2 separate regions of the Cyprinus carpio genome follow, and region 2 is linked to region 1. The links are chromatin contacts, called in public Hi-C maps. All regions are on one chromosome and are shown on one strand. Each heading gives the region's core, a stretch centred on a gene start, on an enhancer-like site or on the middle of the called end of the contact. The rest is flanking DNA. Distances are from core to core; before and after follow the strand shown.

Region 1 (7,548 bases), core at 324-2,823:
CAGAGTGACAGAGGTTCACATTGACACGGTTTCCTAAATGAAGTGCTGTGGCCCGCGAGGAGGGGGAAGTTCGTCTCGCTAGCTATTCTCCTACTCTCCAGTGTCATTGTTCAGACAGGAAACGCCACAGAGACGTATTAGTTGACACACTATTTTAAGTAGGTTAAGGGCACACACACCCCACTGACTAAACCATCCTCTTTTCTTCACGTCCACGTCATTGTCATTGTCTATTAATACGATTATCATGAAACAAGACAGCTAATTTCAGTCCTTCTGTAAAGCAATTACTGAAGATGCTGTAATTGCTGTAAACAAACCGCTTAAAACAACCGCTTAGAAGTAACCGCAATTATACAAAACAAAACTTCACTTAAAGTTGTTAACTAAAAGTAAAAATAAATATATATTTAATAACTGAAATAAAATAAATGTTAACTGAGATAAAATAAAATATTTTTATTTGCCAAGGACACATTTCTAATCTTCACTTAAAGTTGAACAAAAATGAATAAAGACTAAATTAACAACAACAACGACAACAACAAAAAACCTAATAAAAAAACTAAATAACTTAAATACAAATTAATTATGGGGTCAGTGCATTTTTAGAAAAAAAAATACAAAAAAAAAAATACTAAAAAATATTTTATTCAGCAAGGACGCGTTAAATTAATTAACATAATAACTTAAATACAAATTAATAAAGACTAAAATAGACTTTAAAAAAATATTTGAACTATTTTGAAAAAATATTTTTCGGGATATAAGAGTATACTAAAAAAAAAAAAATAACAACAACACAATAAAAATAAAATTTAAAAAAAAAATAAATATAAACTTAATTTAAATAAAAATTAAAACTAAAATACAAATTAGTTTAAGATTTTCATCTAATATTTAGATTTTATTTCAGCTATACACTATAAAAAATATATATATATTTTTTTTAAGTTGTAATTAAAACAAGTTTACTGGAGTATGTTTTACAAGAAAATACTATTTCAGTCTTTATATTTCAATATCTATTTTAATTTTGAAATGTATTAGCAATTTCTGAGTTCGTTTCTACCAGTGTATTAAACAATTAAACTTTGTTATAGTTATAACAATTAAAATAAAACGTTTTCATTTTAATTAACGATAACAACACTGTCCGACAGTCCGATTCATGATCAAATGATTCAAAATAATCAGTTTGAATCAGTCTAATGATTCACTCGGGTGGATCGGTTCTTGACTGATTCACTGAACTACAGCTCATGACATTCACAGCTCGAACTCGACAGAAGATTGGTGAGTAAATGATGACAGAATTTTAATTTTAGGATGAACTGTCACTTTAATTATACCAGTCAAGTACTAAGAGCTTTGTTAAGGAACCAAAACTGTTAAGGAATCTAAACCGAAATTCCACATGATTCTCATCGCTATCGGGAATGAGTGACATCATTGTCTCAGATCTCTCTCTCTTCCCATCTTTTGTGTTCAATCAGAGCCGTGCTTCAATACTCTGGCGCGGGGGTCGCGTCCAGACATGTCGGCCGCAGAAATGCGCGCCCCGGGGCCGTGTAATAAAGCACGAGCACCAGCCCTTCCCTGCACAATCCTGTCACTGCTTATCTCCGTCCTCTCCTCCCTCTGGAGCCGCGTCCAATTCCAAGGAAAGAGAAAGAAAAAACTGGGAGTCAAAACAGGGGTGTGATTCGCAGGCCTGATACAGACGATCATCATCTGCTGCGGAATTAGAGCTGCGGGCAGCTGAGCTGCGGGCTGTGTGTGTGTGTGTGTGTGTGTGTGTGTGTGTGTGTGTGTGTCTGTGTGTGAGAGAGAGAGCAATCATTCTTTGTGACTCACTCGGAAAACAGGCTGACAGATGTATGTGTGAGAGAGTATGAATGACTGAAGCGTTAAGCTGGAGGAAACCGGATTTGACTTTTCCTTTATTCATTTTCTTAATGGTTTTAACATGTTTGTGTGTATTGTGTGTAGTAAAATTTCAATAAAAAATTATGACGTCAAAAAGATTTTTAACACTAATATATTTAATACTTTTTTAAAAAATGACGTTAAGAAAAAAACTTTGCAGTTTACACTGCCGTTAAAAAGTTTGGGGTCATTAAGATTTTTAATACTTTTTTAAAAAATGACGTTAAGAAATTTTAAGAAATGAAAGCTTTTATTCAGAAAGCATGCATTAAATTAATTACTACTTCCATGCTGAATAAAAGTGCTCATTTATTTATTAAAAATCTTACTGACCCCAAACTTTTTTATGTTTTGCTTTGTCGTTATATTTTCAAATAGTCTTTATTAATCTTTTATGTACTTCAGTTTTAATTTAGATAATTGTTTAGTTATGAATTAAAAATAAAACTAATAGAAAAATAAATAATAAAAAATTTTACAGTGCATAGCTGAAATGAGATATAAATATTAGATGATAAACTAAACTAAAACTAAACTAAAGAATTAGAAATGTTGCCTTGGCAGCAAACTGAAATAAGTTTGAGCTGAAGTACTAAAATTACTGAAACAAAACTAAATCTTAAACTGAATTAAAAATCAAAGTAATTTAGAAATACTAATATTATATATATATATATATATATATAGTATATATTATATATAATATATATTTAAAATAAAAGCACATTAGAAATACAAAAAATTAAAAACTGAAAATATAAAAATAAAAGCATACAATAAGAGTATAATACTTTTACAGTATATATAATACTAATTATATTATATATATAGAATAAATGGCATTCTCCGAATAAAATCTGTGGAAGAATAGAGAAGTTTTTAAAAAGAGAATATCATGAAAACAATTCATTTTAATATTTATAGAAATGCAATTAGTTCTGAATAAAGCGGTTCAGATGAAGGAAACATTAGAGAATTAATGCATCATATGGGAGGTCTAATGAGTGTTTGTCTTGTGTTTGTACCTACTACGGGGACAGATTTGTAGCTGAAAGTGAGCTAAAGCTGACAAAACCTCCCTAAACCTCATTTTGGGGACATCCTCATTTGTAAATCCAGCATGTAAATAAAGCTTTTTAAAATGGTAAGAATACAGAACATTTTCTGTTAGGGTTAGGTTACAGTATTTATAACTATCTGTAAGTGAAAACAATAGAAGTCTATGGAATGTCCTCATTTAGGTGTGTGTGTGTGTGAGAGAGAGAGAGAGAGAGAGAGCTCAGAGTGAGAGCCAGCCAATCAGTGGACGCTTGCCAGCCAATCTGGATTTGATTTTGTGTGTGTTGAATGCATTGTGTGCGGCTACAAAATTCACACAACCAAAATTTAAAAAAGCACAATCTCAGCTGTAAGCCACACAAAGGCCGATTGAGCCACGTGGTCAGCGGTGGCTTTGATCCCGCGACCTGCAGACGGGGGTCTCTGTTTGGGGGGAAATGCGCTTGTTTGACAGCTTTCAGTGAAATGCTGGAAATCCTGCTGTGATTGTGCGGCTCGGAAAGCTTTCAGCTCAGGAATGTGACCTACATTCTCCGTCCGCCGTCTCCCTCGCTCTCATTGTGTGTGAACACGGTAAACACATGCATGCATACCGCAGTAACACGCTTGCTCTTAAAGTTATTTTGCACAGTCTGCAACATTTTTGTCTTTGCATCATAGCCAAGTAAAATGAAAAACTACTGTATCCCAAAAAGAGACAGGAATGAACTGTAAATATGTTGTTCTGTGTTAGAGAAATGGCTGCGACGCCTCTGTGATGACAGTTAAACATTATTTAGAAAATTCTCAGACATGTAGACATATTTAGAAACTTCAGTCACATTCCATGAGTTCTTTTCTTTCAATCTTGTTTTGTCATATTTTGGGGTTGGTATGATTTTTACATTTTTTTTTTAAAGAAGTGCTCACCAAGCATTTACTCGATTAAAAAAAAAAAAAAAAAAAAAAAAAAACGAGTAAAAATTGTGAAATATTTTTTCTAATGTAAATTAACTGTTTTATATTGTAACATAGATTAAATTGTAATTTATTCCTGTGAATTCTCAACATCATTACATCAGTCTTCAGTGTCACATGATCTTCAGAAATCATTCTAATATTATGATTTGCTGCTCAAGAAACATTTCTGATTATTATCAATGTTAAAAACAGTTGTGCTGCCCAATATTTTTGTAAAAACCTTGATACAGTTTATTTTTCAGGATTCTTTGATACATATAAAGTTCAAAAGAACAGCATTTATTTGAAATAGAAATCTTTTGTAACATTATAAATGTCTTTACTGTCACTTTTGATCAATTTAATGTGTCCTAGCTTATATGTTATTTTTATTCATATATATATATAGGACAGGAAAAGAAAAAAAGAAATAAATATCTACACCCTTTATCAATATATTTATATATATATGTTATTTTTATTCAGCAAGGATATAAGCATATAACACAGGACAGGCTACATGAAAAAGAAATGATGATCTACATCTTTGCTCCCTGTATGGAGGTTATTAAAAGCAGAGGGGAGGTAGGAAAGGGTTAAGCAGTGCTGGTCGGTCAGGATGGAGATTAAATGGACTCTGGAGTGCTGACTCACTGCATTAAGAGCCTCCCCCTCCTGTCTCTGTCTCTCTCAGATCATGTGGACGGGGCGTGCGAGCATGTGGCAGCCTGCCTGCTTTTACGGGAAGAACACAAGTGCAAAAATACTTTGGAGTGCAGTGAATCCTGAACACACACACAGACACGCAAGAGACCAAAACAGATCCACCAACAACAGGCCTACATGTGCTAGACATCTGAAAGTCATTCAGCAGTTTACTGCAAGGAAAAGCAGCTAGATTTTTGTCTTCATAGAAAAGAAATAAATTCTATGTTTGCCTTTTCAAAACTCACTGCCACGGTGACAGGGTGCTGTTTGAGGTTGCCAAGGTGTTGCTATGTGCTTGTTAAGACGTTTCTGGTGGTTGCCAGGGCATTGCTATATGATTGTTAAGATGGTGGTTGCCAGGGTGTTGCTTTTTGGTTGCTAAGATGTCCTTAGTGGTTGCTAGAGCATTGCTAGTTGGTTGCTAAGATGTTCTTGGTGGTTTCCAGGGTGTTGCTATGTGGTTTCTAAGATGGTCGTTGCCAGGGTGTTGCTATTTGGTTGCCAAGATGTCCTTAATTGTTGCTAGGGGAATTGATAGTTGATTGCTAAGATAGTCTTGGTGGTTTCCAGGGTGTTGCTATGCGGTTTCTAAGATGGTGGTTGCCAGGCTGTTTCTATGTGGTTGCTAAAATGTCCTTGGTAGTTGCAAAGGCATTGCTAGGTGGTTGCTAAGATGTTCTTGATGGTTTCCAGGGTGTTGCTATGCGGTTTCTAAGATGGTGGTTGCCAGGGTGTTTCTATGTGGTTGCTAAAATGTCCTTGATGGTTGCCAGGGTGTTGCTATTTGGTTGCCAAGATGTCCTTAATTGTTGCTAGGGGAATTGATAGTTGATTGCTAAGATAGTCTTGGTGGTTTCCAGGGTGTTGCTATGCGTTTCTAAGATGGTGGTTGCCAGGCTGTTTCTATGTGGTTGCTAAAATGTCCTTGGTAGTTGCAAAGGCATTGCTAGGTGGTTGTTAAGATGTTCCTTGTGGTTTCCAGGGTGTTGCTATGTGGTTTCTAAGATGGTGGCTGCCAGGGTGTGGCTATGTGGTTGCTAAGATGTTCTTGATGGTTGCCAGGGTGTTGCTATTTGGTTGCCAAGATGTCCTTAATTGTTGCTAGGGGAATTGATAGTTGATTGCTAAGATAGTCTTTGTGGTTTCCGGGTTGTTGCTATGTGTTGCTAAGATGTTGGTTGCTAGGGTGTTGCTATGTGGTTGCTAAAATGTCCTAGGTAGTTGCTAAGGCATTGCTAAGTGGTTGCTAAGATGTTCCTTGTGGTTTCCAGGGTGTTGCTATGTGGTTTCTAAGATGGTAGTTGCCAGTATGTGGCTATGTGGTTGTTAAGATGTTCTTGGTGGTTGCTAGGGCATTGCTAGGTAGCTGCAAAGATGTTATTGGTTGTTGCTAGGTGTTGGCTAAGATGTTCTTGGTGGTTTCCAGGGCATTGCTATGTGGTTTCTAAGATGGTAGTTGCCGGGATGTGGCTATGTGGTTGCTAAGATGTTCTTGGTCGTTGCTAGGTGTTGGCTAAGATGTTCTTGGTGGTTTCCAGAGTATTGCTATATGGTTGCTAAGATGCTGGTTGCCAGGGCATTGCTAGGCGGTTGCTAAGATTTCCCTGTTGGTTTCCAGGGTGTTACTATGTTGTTTCCTAGATGGTGGTTGCTAAGATGTTCCTTGTGGTTTCCAGGGTGTTGCTATGTGGTTTCTAAGATGGTGGTTGCCAAGGTGTGGCTATGTGGTTGCTAAGATGTTCTTGGTGGTTGCCAGGGTGTTGCTATTTGGTTGCCAAGATGTCCTTAATTGTTGCTAGGGGGATTGCTAGTTGATTGCTAAGATAGTCTATCATAATAATAGTGTCTCTTTGAAGGTGTTTCTGCCCATTAGGCTTTGATACACATGATGCATTAAAGGAATACATGCAATCAAAAACATTTCTGGCATAATGTTACAAAATGCGTGTTAACATGATTTTTATTTATTTATTTATTGTTTTGTGTGTGAAAAATTGCTTGCTAATCTTTTTTGTGCAGATATATGAAATTTACAATTTAGTTGCCATGACAACACAACAACATAAAATGACATTAAAAACAAATTTACAGCTAAAATAAAAATACAGAAGAATGAATGTAAACGCTTTTTATAAGCTTCACATTTCTGCTTTTAAATCATCCAGATTCCTCACTGTAACCTTTGATTTTTGCTTTTTTTTAACATTTTTAAAACAAGGGATTAGTCTAATAAAAAATTGCTGTGTTAATCAACATTATACGCAATTATGCTGTCGACTGAGTTTATAACTTCTTTTAATGTGTCACTAAGTTGTTGATCTTGGTAGATTCTGAAAATGATCAGAAATGACTCAGAATCTGGGTGAGTGAATTGAATTACGCCTCAAGCTCTTTCAGAAAAATAATGACATTCTCAGGTTTAGGCCCCATTAGTCATGGCAAATGTGAACTTATCACCTGTATTTCTAGGTGCATAAAGTTTCACAATGCATTAACAAATGCACTTTCTGGAGGGAAAACTTACACGTGTAACAATAGCAGCAAACCACTGGATTCATCCAGTAACTCCCTCCTTCAAAGTCTAGCTCACATGTGACTGGATTGTATTAGTGAATCTGTACAGAATGTCCCAGCATGTTGAAAATATGACCGCAGGCGCCCCACTCAACATGATGGCGTGTTCATTCCTGTCATGTTTGAGCTTCTCGATGTCTCATGTCCAACACCTACATGATGACGTAAGTGTTGTTTTCGGTGCCAATTTCCTACGTTAATATAATTCACAAAATCATTGATGATGCTGGAAGATCTGCACAATCTACTGCCACCTGTAACACTAGTGCAAGAAATGTTGGTTGTTTCTTCATAAAAACAGATTTGGAGAAATGTACAGTAGCATTGCATCACTTGCTC
Region 2 (7,610 bases), core at 2,510-5,009, 43 kb after region 1:
CCAGTTCATTGCATTATTGTACTGCGTGTGACGTAACTTTGCATTGATATTGTGCAGCAAAATGTAATGCATGCATGCCTTTAAAACGGCAATGATGGCATTAGTGGATATTTTTAACATGCAAATTTTAACAAAAAACACCCTATATGCAAAATGGATAACATACATGATGCCTAGAATTACTGTAGTTAAGAAAACAAACTAGAGTAACACCTAGTGACTAGTGAATTCCAGAGTTGAGAATGTGACCACGTGTTGTTTTTCAATCTACCGCATTCATCGCATTTCATTTTAGGCTCTGTGCATGTGGGGAGAGATTTATATTCACGTACGCCACACCACTTCATTGCATTGTTGTACTGCTCGTGTTATGTAACTGTGCATTGATATCGTGTAGCAAAATATAATGCATGCATTTAAAACTTCTAGAAATAAATGCATGGGTGGATATTTTTAACATGCTAAAATTCACACAAAACACTCTCCATGTACAGCTAAAACAGATAACACACAGGTTAAAACAGACTCCTACTGACAGCCGGATACTAAACAAGAGTACACCAGTGATGGTGACTCGGGAATTCCAGAGTTGACCATGTGACCACGTGTTGTTTTACAAACTAGCATAATCATTGCGTCTCTCTTGAGGCCCTGTGTGCATGTGTGGAAAGATTCATACTCGTGTTTTCCAAAACACTGCACTGTTATATAACTCTTAGCATTGATAGAGCAACAAAACTGATGCATTTTGATGTAAAATATTTAGTTTTAATATTAAAGATACTTCTAAAACAGGTTTAAACACTTAAGTGAAAAAGTCAAGATGTCTTTGAGTAGCCGAGATGACGAAACAGATGGTAGGGTTTTTTCAGCATTAGTCAACACATGCAAGTCGCTTCACCCGACTCCACCCATGTCTGACGAGGCAATTTCCTCAATGCACAAAGCCCTTTTACCTAACAACCCAAACACGACCCAGATAACTGGTTAAGGTAATGATTTACACATCAGTGATCATATTACATGTCACTGCTTTAACTACAACCGCAATAACAAGCTACCCCGGGAAATAATAATTATATATTAACTAGGCTACACGCTGATCATTGGTGTTTACTAAATGCACTGTAACATGAGCGCTGTAATGTAAAGCGTGACCTTGTTAAACATAATAATTGAAAAACACATCCGAGATCCCGTGCGTTGGACGTGTGCCCAGCCAAAAGCAACCGCTCCAGCGCTCAGATCCTCAGAAGAAGCAAGCAGAGACTCTACGTTAATACAAGATCAGAAAATGTATTTGGCAATTTTAAACAAGTGCATACAAGTACAGCTAGAAGCGTTTTCCAATGTTTGCCAAGTGCTCGTAGAGTTGCATTAGTCACATTCTACGTTTAACAGGAACTGCCACCATACCTAAAAGTACATCAAGAAATCGTTAAACATCGACAAAGTAGAACGTAGTCCGTTATAATGAGTACATACCTTTTATCTTCAAAAAATATAGAAACACAATGTATTCAAAAAATCAAAAAATGTACAGCAATGTTTACCAAGTATGCATGTCCCTCATATGTCCATTATATACAAGTCCGTTAGTTTCTGTCTGGATGGTATGCATGTGATATTCATATTTATATATTTATATAGACCGACATTTTTGAATATTTAAAAAAAAAGGTAAAAAGCGCAATCAAGTGTCTCTCTCCTTTTTTACTTTGACGTCTCCTGCCAGAATGGTGGCTATTTCGCCTTGCATGAAAGCCCACGGTACGTTGGAGCCCACCAGGGGCATTTCTCGCCGCTCGGACAGTACACTTCTCCGGTCGCACCCTGCTGTTTGATGCTCTCCCGGGAGCAAGGGAAGCAGAACTTGTGAGACGGCACTGAAGGGCACTGCACAAAGTGTGTGTCCTCTAGCCTCTCGTGGCAAAGCGTGCAGCACAGCGGGATGCTGCTGGGAACCGAGGAGTCTGGGATGCTCTGCGGATGCACCGGATCCATGCCCGGCACGTGAGGTGCCCCCGCGCCCTGCGCCAGCCGCCGCTGGTTGGGTGACAGCGGGCTGCTGCTGTTTCTGCGTGTCGTCGAGTGCACTTGGTTGGCGTCCTTGGGCGAGCTGTTACCACCGGCGTTGTCCGCGGCCAGAATGAGCGCCGCAATGGGCGAACTTCCGTTCTGAGTGGCGGCCGTGGCGGCCTCCGGTGGGGTGGTGCGAGGGTGAGGGGATATTGTGGAGGGCGGGGAGGCGAAGCTGGGTGGTGGCCCCGGGGGCATTTTCAATCCGTCTCCCGCCGGGAGCCACTGCTGTCCATCTCCGTTAATCTTGGCGGCGGTGCCGCCCTCTCCGTCAGGCTCCGGCGAAGCTTTTCTCTTCATATTCTTGGGATGTTTGCCTCGATCTGCAAAAAAGCATGAGCATGAATGAATTATAGCACACAAAGCATCTCTATGTGGCAGACGCAGTGATGCACTGTAGAGCCAGACGTAACAATGAGGCTGACTGCAGAAGCACCACATGCAAATACACGTTGAGCTTTGATCAGCGGAAATTTTCTTTGCAGCTGACTCATGCCATAGTGCTCTCATTCAAACCAGACCATTTATGAGACTACAGTAGCATTGTTTTGTAGTGCACTGCATGCATTCATCTATAATATACAGTCTAGGAATGCAGAATGAATATATATATTTGCACATTTGACTGTTTTTCACTCTTTGTAAGTCTGTATCAGTCCATCCGTTTGCAACTACACTGAAACTGCACCAAAAAGCGTTTCATACCGACCTGATTTGGACGCAGGAGCGTTCGTTTCGTACATGACTCTCTGCTGCATGTGCTCCTTCTTGAATCTGCTGTCGTACGCGTTCAGCGCCATTATATCCCGGGACGTTTTGTTCTTGATCCAGTCGTCCGCCCGGTTCTTGTGGCTGTCGCTGATCTCCGGCGTCATGCTGTCCGGTCTGTGCTTGTCCTTGTCGTGCTCCGTGCTGGAGACCGAGGCTGGCCGCTTGTTTCCGCCGAGATCGCCGTGGCTGAGACCGGGTCTGCCGTTGATCGCGTGAGCCATGCTGCCGTTCACCAGAGGCACTAAATTGGGCGGCACGCCGCTAGTCCTGCGCGGGTTTGGACTCTGGCGGTTGAGCTCCGGAGGGTCGTCCGGTTTTGAGAATCCGTTCGGGACCGGGAGTCCGTTCGCCTGCCGCGCAGACTGATACTCGGGTCTGGGTGGACGCTCCGAAGACAGCGGGTAGCGGTCCAGAGGCTGCGGCGGGCGCGAGCCCGGGTCTCCAGACGCGTGATTCATCGCCTGGATCTCTTTCCCCGATAACTGTTTCCCCGGCCCCGCCGGTCTGCCGTCCTGAAATCCATGGGCTCTCTTGAGCTGCCGCGCGGTTTCAATGACAAACTCGATCCTGTCTGCTCCCTCGTAGTTGACACATCCTCTGCAAACGGGCTCGGTAAAATCCCAGATCATAGCCCACGGCATGCGGGGCAAATCGCATAAATAACACGACTGCCTCCTCGAAGCAGCAACCGCCGCGGACGACATCGCTCTTTTAGGTGGAAAACCCTCCGAAAACACAGCGCAATCCTCTCAGAAGTGTCCGCGGATGCTGTGGGAAAACGAGGTAGGCTCCTCTCGAGAAATAATTGAGTTACAAACAGAACTTCATAGTAGTGTGCGCTTTACTACGACGCTCGCTCGGTCTCTCTCACTCACTACTACCGCGGCCAGACCGGGCTCAATGTGGAGCAGTGACGTCACTCTGACACTCCGCTTCTATTTACTTGATTCTTCGACAGAAGCAGATAGAACGCCCCCTCCGGCGCATGCGCGCGCCCCTCCTCCTCCTCCCGTCGTCTTCTCCTTTATTTAACTCTACTTGAATCGAGGCCAGAGCTGCGACGGCGGCGGCGAGAAGTAGGAAATAAGAGAAAGAGCGCTTTCGATATCACCGACGCGCTGGAAACGATTCGGAGCCGAAAGTTCTGTTCAGACTCGACTGACGCACGACGGACGCTGTATGCAAATCAGACAAAGTCTTACCGTAAGGAATAATGAGCTTTTTCAATCGAATTTCGTTCCCACGGTCATGGAAAACATGGAAATATGAGGGAGTTGAGATTTACAGGCATGGGAAAGTGGAAATTAATGAAATCTTGTTGTAGTGGATATGCTATTTTTTTGTTATTAGCATGAAATTGCTCTATAATTATTATTTTTTGTATCCATTAAAACACAAACGACTGGAAAACCATGAAAAAGGTGTGGTTATTTATTTAATTTAATTTTTATTTAAATTTTCTATTCAAATTGAACATTTATTTTATAATTCAAGTTTATTCTTAATTTAATAAATTATAATATTTTAGAATGTTTTAGAAAAACAATATAGTATAGTAGTACACAATACAAAATACAATAAAAATAAATGAATAAAATCAAATTATTGTAATTAGTATTATCATTGTTAAATATTCAAAGTATAAATTCATAGGCTGGCTGCTGTAGACTAAACTGAGATGATCTCAGATCAGCCTGTGTTGACTCATGCATTAAAATAACAATAAAATATGTCTGTTTGGAGATCCCCCTACATTCCTGTACAGAATCACTAACACACCAGTCAGAACTCATCAACTCACAATAATAAGAGTCTTGTGTGTCACACTCATGAAATAAAACTCTCACTTTCATTTATGCCACACAGACTCAACATCAAATCTAATTTTTGTTCTCGTTTAGATGCTTATAAACGTCACTAGGTACAAAATGTCCAGAGTGCAGTGAGAAGAACCAACAAATAGCTTTGTAGGTCCTTCTCTTTTGTCTTGGCTCCGTTCCAACTGAGTGCAGCTTCAGGGCTCTTTGGGTGAAGCAATGCGTCTGAAATCTGCAGACACAAGGCAGGATGTGTTTGTGCAAGCCCTCGTGACGCTGGAAAGAGGAAGTAAGATGTTTAGTCACGTACCCACAGCTCGCCTCGCCCTTCTCAACGAACATTAAATCTGCTGGATCGCAGCCAGGGCTTATGATCAACCCTCCTAAAGGAATTGCAGCGCTAGGGTGTGTTTTGTACCCGAGAAACTGTAAATACCGCCTCTTCTTTCTGGCCTGACAACTAATTCCTCAGGTTTGCATTCTGGGAAGGCCGATCGGATTTCACATGAACACATTCTGTAAGGCTGGTGTCACTCAAGGGCAACGTCTCAGAGATGCAAGGCATAAGGTCATTGCTTGATATGGTTTTCTCCATCAACTGGCGGCTCAGTCACAAACAACAGTGAAAAACAATGGTGAATGGAAATAATAATAACAATGCATAAAAAGCATGCATATTTAGGAAACAAAAAACCGGACTACAGTTTAAACAGGGATAAACACGGTTCGTGTCGACCATAATGTGTTTGTGCAGTGAATCATTAGAAACCGAAATCAAAAATCATACTCAAATTATAAAGAGCATGCATTTAATAGTCTTATTCATTCTTGTAATATAATAGGCTTAATGTTGGGGTTATAATTCATGGTTATATTAATACATTTCAGTGTTTGATTATTTTTGTTTGTTTGTTTACTTACAGTTTTGATGCTCACCATCATATAAAATTAATAAACTCATATTCATTCATAATTTGTACGAGTGTGGCTCTTACAAATGATTTGGCTCCAATCACACTTTTGATTACATCATAATCGAGTTTGGTAATATTAATGTTTTTTTGGTTTACTTTTGTATTATTTAGAATTTTGGAACCGTGTTAGCAGGTCACCAAATATAAAATATGCTATTTAAAATTAATTAACTAATTAATTATTATAAAATTTGACCAGTCATGGCTCTTACAAATGATTCATCTCCAATCAGACGTTTTGATTCCTTCATAATCCAGCTTGGTAATATAAATATATTTCAGAGTTTGAATGTTTGTATCATTTACAATTTTGGCGCTGCATTCGGTCACCACATGATTTTAAAAATACAACTCTACTTCCTAAAGCAAAACCAGTTGAGAAACACTCGCTCATGACTCAGCACTTCTCAAGCACTGCCTCATTGTGGAACACAGTTAAAATAACACATCGGAAAGAAAACATCACATCGAGAGGCTCCTGAAAAACAGCATGTGAACCATCAAAACCAAGTGTGTTTGAATCAAGAGGGAAACACCAATACCTAAGAATATCAGTGTTTTGTTTTACGATAGACCGTTTCCTCTTTCCTCTCAGGCTTTCTCCCTTCCATAACGTGGCCCATTTTCTGTGTTATATAACTCATCTGCTACAGATGTTCAGGGACGTGGTACTGTACATGAAAACAGCACAAATTAAATATTGATATTGTTATAGTCGCAAACGTAAAGGTTATATAAAAGTCACAAATGCTTCTCATCTTGAAGCATCATCAAAAACACTACTTGTGTTCCCAAAAGGTTCCTTTTAGGTCTCGGAAATGGACCCAGACACATTCACAGAGACGCAGACGGTATTAAACAACGTGTGCTGTGCTTTTGGGTTGGCTGAAGTGTGTCGAGTGAACCCGCTGACACGATGTCACCGCGTTTCCTCGCGCATGCAGGCAGTCTGTAAACTCTCCTTTCCTCCCTTTGATTGGCTGTACATTTCTCAGGAAATGGTTACCATGGCAACCCCAGCGCTCACCAGGATAGCCCCACTGACAGGCAACATCCTGTTTACGGTGTTGCTATTTTGTCTCACCAATTCAACTGAGAATGTTGTTGATGCGAGTTATGAGTTTCTTGTGCAAGCTCAGTTTTGTGATCACTGACCCGTATACAGTCATTTCATGTAGCAGGCTGCATGAAGTATTTATTGCATATATACACATTAAAACATAACATTCATTTAGAAAAAAAAGGAGGAGAATATAGGCTATTCAAGAAGCAAATAGCCAGAAATATGCAGAATTATTTACATACTACCCCATTATTATGTTGTGTACATTTACATTTAAGCATTTAGCTTTTGTTCCACTTTTGTTTTGTTCCACAATTTGCACAAAAGTATCTGCTAAATGCATAAATGCACAGAAAATGTGAATGTCTTTCAACTTAAAGTGTCTCACAATAAAGGAACAAAAGCAATTTGTCACTATATACTCTGACAATATTAAATCAATATTAACGTAGTTTTGCTGTAATTAGCATTATTGCATTATATATAGGAAAACATACTTATTTCAATATTAATTTTAATAAAAGCAAATAAAACATACTTTTTTGCTTTAAATGACTATTAAGTTCATAATTTATGATTGTTACATCTGATGACATTTACTTTGATAAATGATTACACAAATTATATGTATATATTATAGATGTACATGTGTGTGTATACACACACACACACACACACACACACACACACACAACTATATATAATCAAAACTGATTTACTGAAACTATTAATTTCTGGATATTTTCAAAACAGGCATATATTCATCTGGTTGTTATGAACTATGTACATTATATACTGACAAAAATATACTCATTGGAGCGTTCTCACTTTGTCGGAGCAAACAGCAAATATTTGGTGACACTGAGGAGGTAGAGCAATTATAAAATGGAGGAATTTAGTCAAAAT

Evidence for each region. Hi-C and Micro-C count contacts between places; a contact is called where the count stands out from the background.
Region 2: a Hi-C map of skeletal muscle shows a contact between it and region 1, with 2.0 times the contacts expected there. The contact joins the promoter of LOC109084185 here to the enhancer-like site in region 1. A contact is called at or near these places in 2 of 8 Hi-C or Micro-C datasets (liver and skeletal muscle).

The regions. Positions count from the first base shown.
Region 1 is chrA13:26,742,133-26,749,680 of ASM1834038v1, forward strand. No RefSeq gene overlaps it. Among protein-coding and RNA genes, the nearest start is that of LOC122147349, 41 kb to the left of the region's middle. Within about 2 kb of position 1,574, at least 5 of the 8 cell types and tissues checked have an H3K27ac peak or open chromatin away from gene starts, as enhancers often do. A contact at or near this core is called in skeletal muscle, where this site is marked.
Region 2 is chrA13:26,783,080-26,790,689 of ASM1834038v1, forward strand. It overlaps LOC109084185 (interferon regulatory factor 2-binding protein 2-A), which reads right to left and starts at 3,760. Exons shown (of 2, transcript XM_019098877.2): 1 at 2,789-3,760; 2 at 1,277-2,402. The coding sequence starts at 3,554. The coding sequence ends at 1,744.